Regions from separate parts of the Mus musculus genome. Here region 2 is linked to region 1. The links are chromatin contacts, called in public Hi-C maps. All regions are on one chromosome and are shown on one strand. Each heading gives the region's core, a stretch centred on a gene start, on an enhancer-like site or on the middle of the called end of the contact. The rest is flanking DNA. Distances are from core to core; before and after follow the strand shown.

The links. A called contact is a pair of places that touch in the nucleus more often than the background predicts.
Region 2: a contact with region 1 is called in a Hi-C map of B cells, with 5 read pairs. The contact joins the promoter of Rab1a here to the promoter of Fbxo48 in region 1. A contact is called at or near these places in 2 of 484 Hi-C or Micro-C datasets (B cells and uterus).

The regions. Positions count from the first base shown.
Region 1 is chr11:16,949,954-16,952,720 of GRCm38.p6, forward strand. Fbxo48 (F-box protein 48) reads left to right here and starts at 1,457. Exons shown (of 4, transcript NM_176982.2): 1 at 1,457-2,511. Eldr (Egfr long non-coding downstream RNA) reads right to left here and starts at 1,329. Exons shown (of 4, transcript NR_110425.1): 1 at 1,067-1,329; 2 at 929-977.
Region 2 is chr11:20,199,935-20,202,999 of GRCm38.p6, forward strand. Rab1a (RAB1A, member RAS oncogene family) reads left to right here and starts at 1,478. Exons shown (of 6, transcript NM_008996.4): 1 at 1,478-1,718. The coding sequence starts at 1,696.

The DNA of each region.
Region 1 (2,767 bases), core at 207-2,706:
CCTGCAACCAGAGACCCGTTCCACACAGATAGGAGACCCAAAAAGGCGATAGTCTGCGGCAATACTGCCCACAGTGGGCTGGGCTCGCCATAGATCTATCATCAAGAAAATGCCACCATAAACTTGCCTACAGTCCAGTCCGAGTGAGACAATTCCTCATTTGAGGTTCCTTCTTCCAAGGTGTCAAGTTGACAAAAACCAACCAGCACACACCAAATGGTGCCCCCTTCCCCCCACCCCCCCACCACCACCACCACATACACACACACCATTTCCTCTTTCCTTGTATTTCTGACTCATATCTTCTATAGAAAGCTATAGGCTTTCTTATGCCAGCTAGTGGGATGTATGGCTTTGATCGGATTGGTGTTTTTTATGAAAGCAGCTCCCTTCCCTCAGCTCTCACCCCAAGGTCTGTTCCTTCTGGTAAGTCTCTGACTTCTTATTTCAGACATTAACTGGGAATGTGAAGAAGCTCAATACACGAGGTAGTCCGCTCTTAAATGTGTCTTCCCAGGGGAGTCACAGTTTCTTGAATCCATAACAGGGGATATTGAGCGTTTCTATGTATATATATGTACATCCTGGAAAGTTCCCCAGGATGCTTTCTGCCATTAGGCCTAAGTAAACAAGTATCTCTTAGCTTCAACATCTTTATAATCAGAGACATATAGAATGTTCAAACTAAAGGCCGTAAGGGTGTAATATGCAAAAGCAGTCTTAGAGAAATACAGAACTGCACGAAAGACTGGCAAGGGGTAAATGTTGAATGCTAGCAAATATCTTCTCTGGGAACAAAACTACAATGTTCAGCTAACTTAATAACCACATAAGCTGAAAGGTTTGCAATTCCATCGTATATAGCAGTCTCGGTAGTCCTTGATATTTCACTATATTTTTGCAAGATGCTACTAGATAGAATACATACCGCATCGAGCGTTAAGCTTCCCCGGGCAGCTCCCTGGAATGTTACTATGCTAAGAAACAAAGGAAATGAGTAACACGATATTATCATCAAAAAAAATTTCAACGTGAACTTTTTCAGCAACCTTTGTCGAGCACACACCTCAGGGAAGGAGCACCTAGTCAGGTTGCAGAGTCCCCTGGGGAGAGAGAGCCTTGGCGCTCAAACTCTCGGCCGTCTCAAAGCCCTCGCTAGCTACCAAAGCACTTTGGGAGTCCCGCCCTTTGCAAGTCCCGCCCTTTGTAAGTCCCGCCCTTTGTAAGTCCCGCTCTTTTAAGTCCCGCCCATGTGCCCGCTGTCACTCAGCGGGGACGCTGGACCTTGCAGTGACTTGGGCCTCCTTTCTTTCCTTCCCTTACGGTGATGAAACGCAGGGTAAACTACCAATCCCAGAAGGCACCGCGCATGCAAATGGGTGGAGCGAGGCTTGAGAGGGCGGGACATGAAGGCCTTCCGGAAAAGATTCAAATCCGGAGGACTGAAATCGCGGGAGGAGCCGGCACCGCGCCTTTAGGTAGGAGAGGCAGCTCTGCCCTTCCCTGCACAGGGACCAGCGTGCTCAGCTGTGGTCGGTCGCTTCTCCTGCCTGTCCTCACAGCACAGGGATGTGGTTGCGCTCGCCAGGACTGGTGTGGGCTCCCTGAGAACTAGTCTTGCCCGACGATGCTCTTTCTCGGTTTGCTCACTCCTAGTGACATTTGACAGGACGGTGGATGGAGGGGCTGGAGGTGGCCCAGAGTGACCGCTCTTCTCAAAGACCCAGGTTTAGTTCCCAGTGTCCACAGAGGGGTCTTGCCACTGACTGTTACTCCATTTCGGGGATCCCACCCCCCTTTTGGCTCCTGCGGGCAGCGCACGCACTGTGTGCTGAGACTTGTTTGCAAGCAAACCGGCAATACACATACATAGAAGCAGATCTTTGAAAAGGAGGTGGGAGGACCGCAAGCTAACGCAATATTTCCGCAAGGTTGGTTCAAAAAGAGGCGACATACAAGGAATAGCTTTCGAGGCATTCAAGAGAGATAATTTAGAAGATTCCTAGTGAGATTTTTGGGAATATGACCAAGGCACCACAGAATGTTCAATTGAAAAACTTCCTGCCTCTTGTGGAATTCCTTTGACAGAAGGAAAGATTTTATTCCTAGGGAGAGCCTGGGAGAAACAGCAAACATCTGAGTGTAGTGTAACCTCCTAATAGAAACTTAGTTTCAAAGATGACACTTTGCCTTTAGTTTGTACCAGTGGTAGGAGGGGAGAAGGTTCGTTGCAAATACTTGATCTTGTGGGTTTTGTCTTGTTTTTGCACACCAAGTTGCTTTCTATTTTCTATTTCTAAAGGAAGCCCCTGTTCAGTTCAGACATTACAGTTCTAACCACAACCAGTTTGGATCATAAACAGCCTAACCAAAGGTAGTCACCATGATGTTACTAACTACAAAGACTCGAGTAGTGCATCTGAAAAGGGAATTGTTAGTCACTGAATGAAGAGATATTTAGCTATACATCAAATGCCTATTGTATCCTGATTCTCCACCACAAAAGGAACTGTAAGTATTATAAAGTAGGTAAACACAAATTGTGCTTATATTGCAACATGGCCCAGGATGATGTGTGCAGCCTTGAAGCTTCCAGAAGCTTCCACTGTGGTCCTTGAGAACATTAGCTGGAATAAGGCTTTACATCTATAGCTATATACTATTCCTAGCTGAATTATGAACTACTTAGATTGTACTTGTCACTCAGTAATAGATTTGGGGACAGTGATCCTTAGCTCATAATTAGGCACATAAGATAGATTGATTT
Region 2 (3,065 bases), core at 228-2,727, 3.3 Mb after region 1:
AGAGGCCAGGGAAACACTGAGTTCGAGGCCAGCCTGGTCTACAGAGGGAGTTCCAGGACAGCTAGGGCTACACAGAGAAACTCTGCCTCAGAAAACCAAAAACCAAAACCCAGACAATAACAAGAAAACTCCCAAAACTATGTATGTGTGGTCTGATGAGGCTGTCAGGACACACGGAGGAACGCCAGAGGGATGTGTAAATATGTTCTGAGTATATGGTTAGTCATGAGAACAGCCTCTTTTGCATATTTTGATGTCACAGAAATTCAGAAATTAAAAGTAAATCTACAGTTGGCCCCAGGAGATAATATTCTTGCTTAGAACAAGTTGGAAGATAAACTTTGGTCAGTGTATTATACTATGCCCTTTGTAATAAATAACGCAAGATAATGCGTTAAAGTTTAGCGGAGATTTAAATTCCTGAGCTGATTAAAGTTGACACCATTAGGTCTAAAAAAATGTATTAATATTAGTTCTGGAGTCCGTACTGAAGAGTTTCATGGCTTAAAAAAAAATACTTATTACTGCCCAGTTGTGCAGACGGACACAGAATTAGTACTAATAAAAAACAAAGAGCAGCAAAAGCAACTGCAACCCCCCCCCCTCAAAAAAAACAAAAACAAAACTTAACAACCCAACCCAACCCAACCCTATCCCGGAAAACAATTCAACTTTTAAGTCTAGGCCTCAAGTAGGAGGAGAAGACTGGTTAAGGCTGACTTTAGCCTGTGTCTCAACAGCACAATGTTAAAGGTTGGAGGTCGAGATGGAGGAGCAGTTTCAGACAGGGAAATCTGGCTGTGTGAGCAGAAGAGAGACTAGAACAGGGTCCATTTGCAGCTATTGCAACATCAAGTTGCTAGAGTAAAACGGTAAAAAAAAAAAAAAAAAAATTAGAGAAGGAGTCGGGTGAGTGAGAAAGCGCAAGGTCTACAGAGGCCGCTTGAGTTTCCTGCTGTCCTTAGAGCAGCCTCAGACCCTGATGGTGATGGCCCCTGTGGTCTTGCCTGAGCAGAGCTCGTCAAGCTGTCTCCACCCCTCCTCACTGTCCCAGGCTTCCTGGGAGCCCCCTCCCCCTCTGCTGCGGCACCGCCCTCCGCCGAGTTCCTTCCTCCTCCCCTCCCGATGGGGCACCGACTCGCCCTGCTGCCACGTCTCACTGATGACATCAACACAGCCCGGTCGGCCTTAGCCAATCCGCTAGGGGGAGTCCGAGCGAAGTCCTAGCCAGCAGGCCAGCGGGGAGGGGAGCAGGAAGGGCGGGGTGTGGGGGTGAGGGAATCGGGACGGGGCGGGCTACAAGCTCGAAAGTGCGCATGCGTTCAGGGCGCGGGGCCTAGTGGGAAGCTGAGTGCAGACAGCCCTCGGCCCGGTCGGGCTGCCCAGCGCGCGGTGTGCTCATGACTCTCTTTCCCAGCGTGCCCCGCGACGCTGCCGCCCTCTGGGCCGCGCCAGGCCCCTTGGCCTAGGCTTCCCCAGTTCCTGGTTCGCCGGCGGCCATTTTGGGTGGAAGCGATCACTGAGTGGCGGCGGCTGCTGATTGTGTTCTAAGGGTCGGAGTGGGGTCGACGTTTGCTCTACCGGAACAGCTTAGCTCATTCCTCCCTTTCCATTACCTGTGGCGCGGAGAGTTGGGGCGGCGGCTGCGTCAGCAAGGGCGGTGGTGGCGGCGGCGGCGGCGGCAGCTGCAGTGACATGTCCAGCATGAATCCCGAATAGTGAGTGCAGGAGAGCCGGGGCGGGCCGGGGTGAGAGCGGCCGGCCGGGGGTGAGGGCCGCCGGGAGGTTCGCTGCGCAGCGCCGGGAAGGTCGGCCGGGCGAAGGAGACGGAGCAGCCTGAGGGCCCCATTGTCTGAAGGCCGAGGGCCGCAGCGCAGCGGGGAGGGGTCGGGCCTGCGGGCCGGGTCCCGACCGCAGCCGGCGGGGAGCTAGGTGCCGCGGCTGGGCGTTGGGGAGAGGGCCTCGGACAGTAGCCAGGAGGGGCGCGTCTCTGGAGGCAGTGACGGCTGGAGGAGGACTTGGTTTTAAGGGGAGGTAGGTGGGAGAGCTCTGCTAGAGGGCACTGTCAGACCCTGCGCCGGCTCTGCGGAGCTGTCAGCGTCGGCTTTACTTGTAAATCCCGAGCTTGTTAGAGCTCTCTCCCTGTTGGGTTTTAGGTAATATGGATGCTTCTTGGGACTGCGTGGGCTTGAGGGGGATGAGGAGATGGTGAGGAGCTATTTATAATGTTTAGTTTTCTTTTGGGCTTGTCTCCTGGGAGAGTTCTGTGAGACTTGTGAGACGTGACCCTTACAAAATCCTGGACATTTGTGAAATTTTTGGTTTAGGGGAGACATGAGTCTCCCAGTCACCTTTTGTCTCCAGTAGGTTAAGAAGAAGAAAAAGAAGAACAAAACTGAACTAAAAATAAACTAGAAATGTCTTCCTGGTACCACCAAGTTAAAGTACAAGTTTGCAGACAGTTTTGAAAAGAAACTAATGGGGCCTTTGATGATAGAGTTGTATGTAGGTTTTAGATTACCTGCTTGAATGCCTGTAGATAGGAAATGAGGTTCCATGACGTGTCATGAAAAGTTAATGCATTCCTTTTTCTTGCTTACTCAAGAAGTCACTGTAGCAGATGTGACACACCTGGCACCTTTCATGGGAACTGCGCTTCTCCTTTCTTGGATAGACATTGTTAGGCTCTCTCTTTGAACCCAAAATTCTCCTATGGTTTCCATATATGAAAATAACTTTAAGAGATGCCATTTTTATTATACTTTAGTGTCAGAAATCTTTAAGGGAGAGGGATTTTTGTTGGTTTTTAATAAGAGAAATCACTATTGCCGTAAAAGCTGGGCTTTATTTGTTGCTTTGGTCAGTTACCGCTAAGTGTGCCCCCATGAAAGGTCCAACCATCAGCTCGGCTGACTTGTCATGTGCGTGTCACATGACTCTTGCAAAAGACATTCTAAGTTCAGGTTTTCTAAGACTGGTTTAATACTGAAATGGTTTTTCCGTTTGTGTTAAGCAGAGGTCTTAGTATCTTGGTAGAATTTTACATACTTTTTTTTATTGTGTGT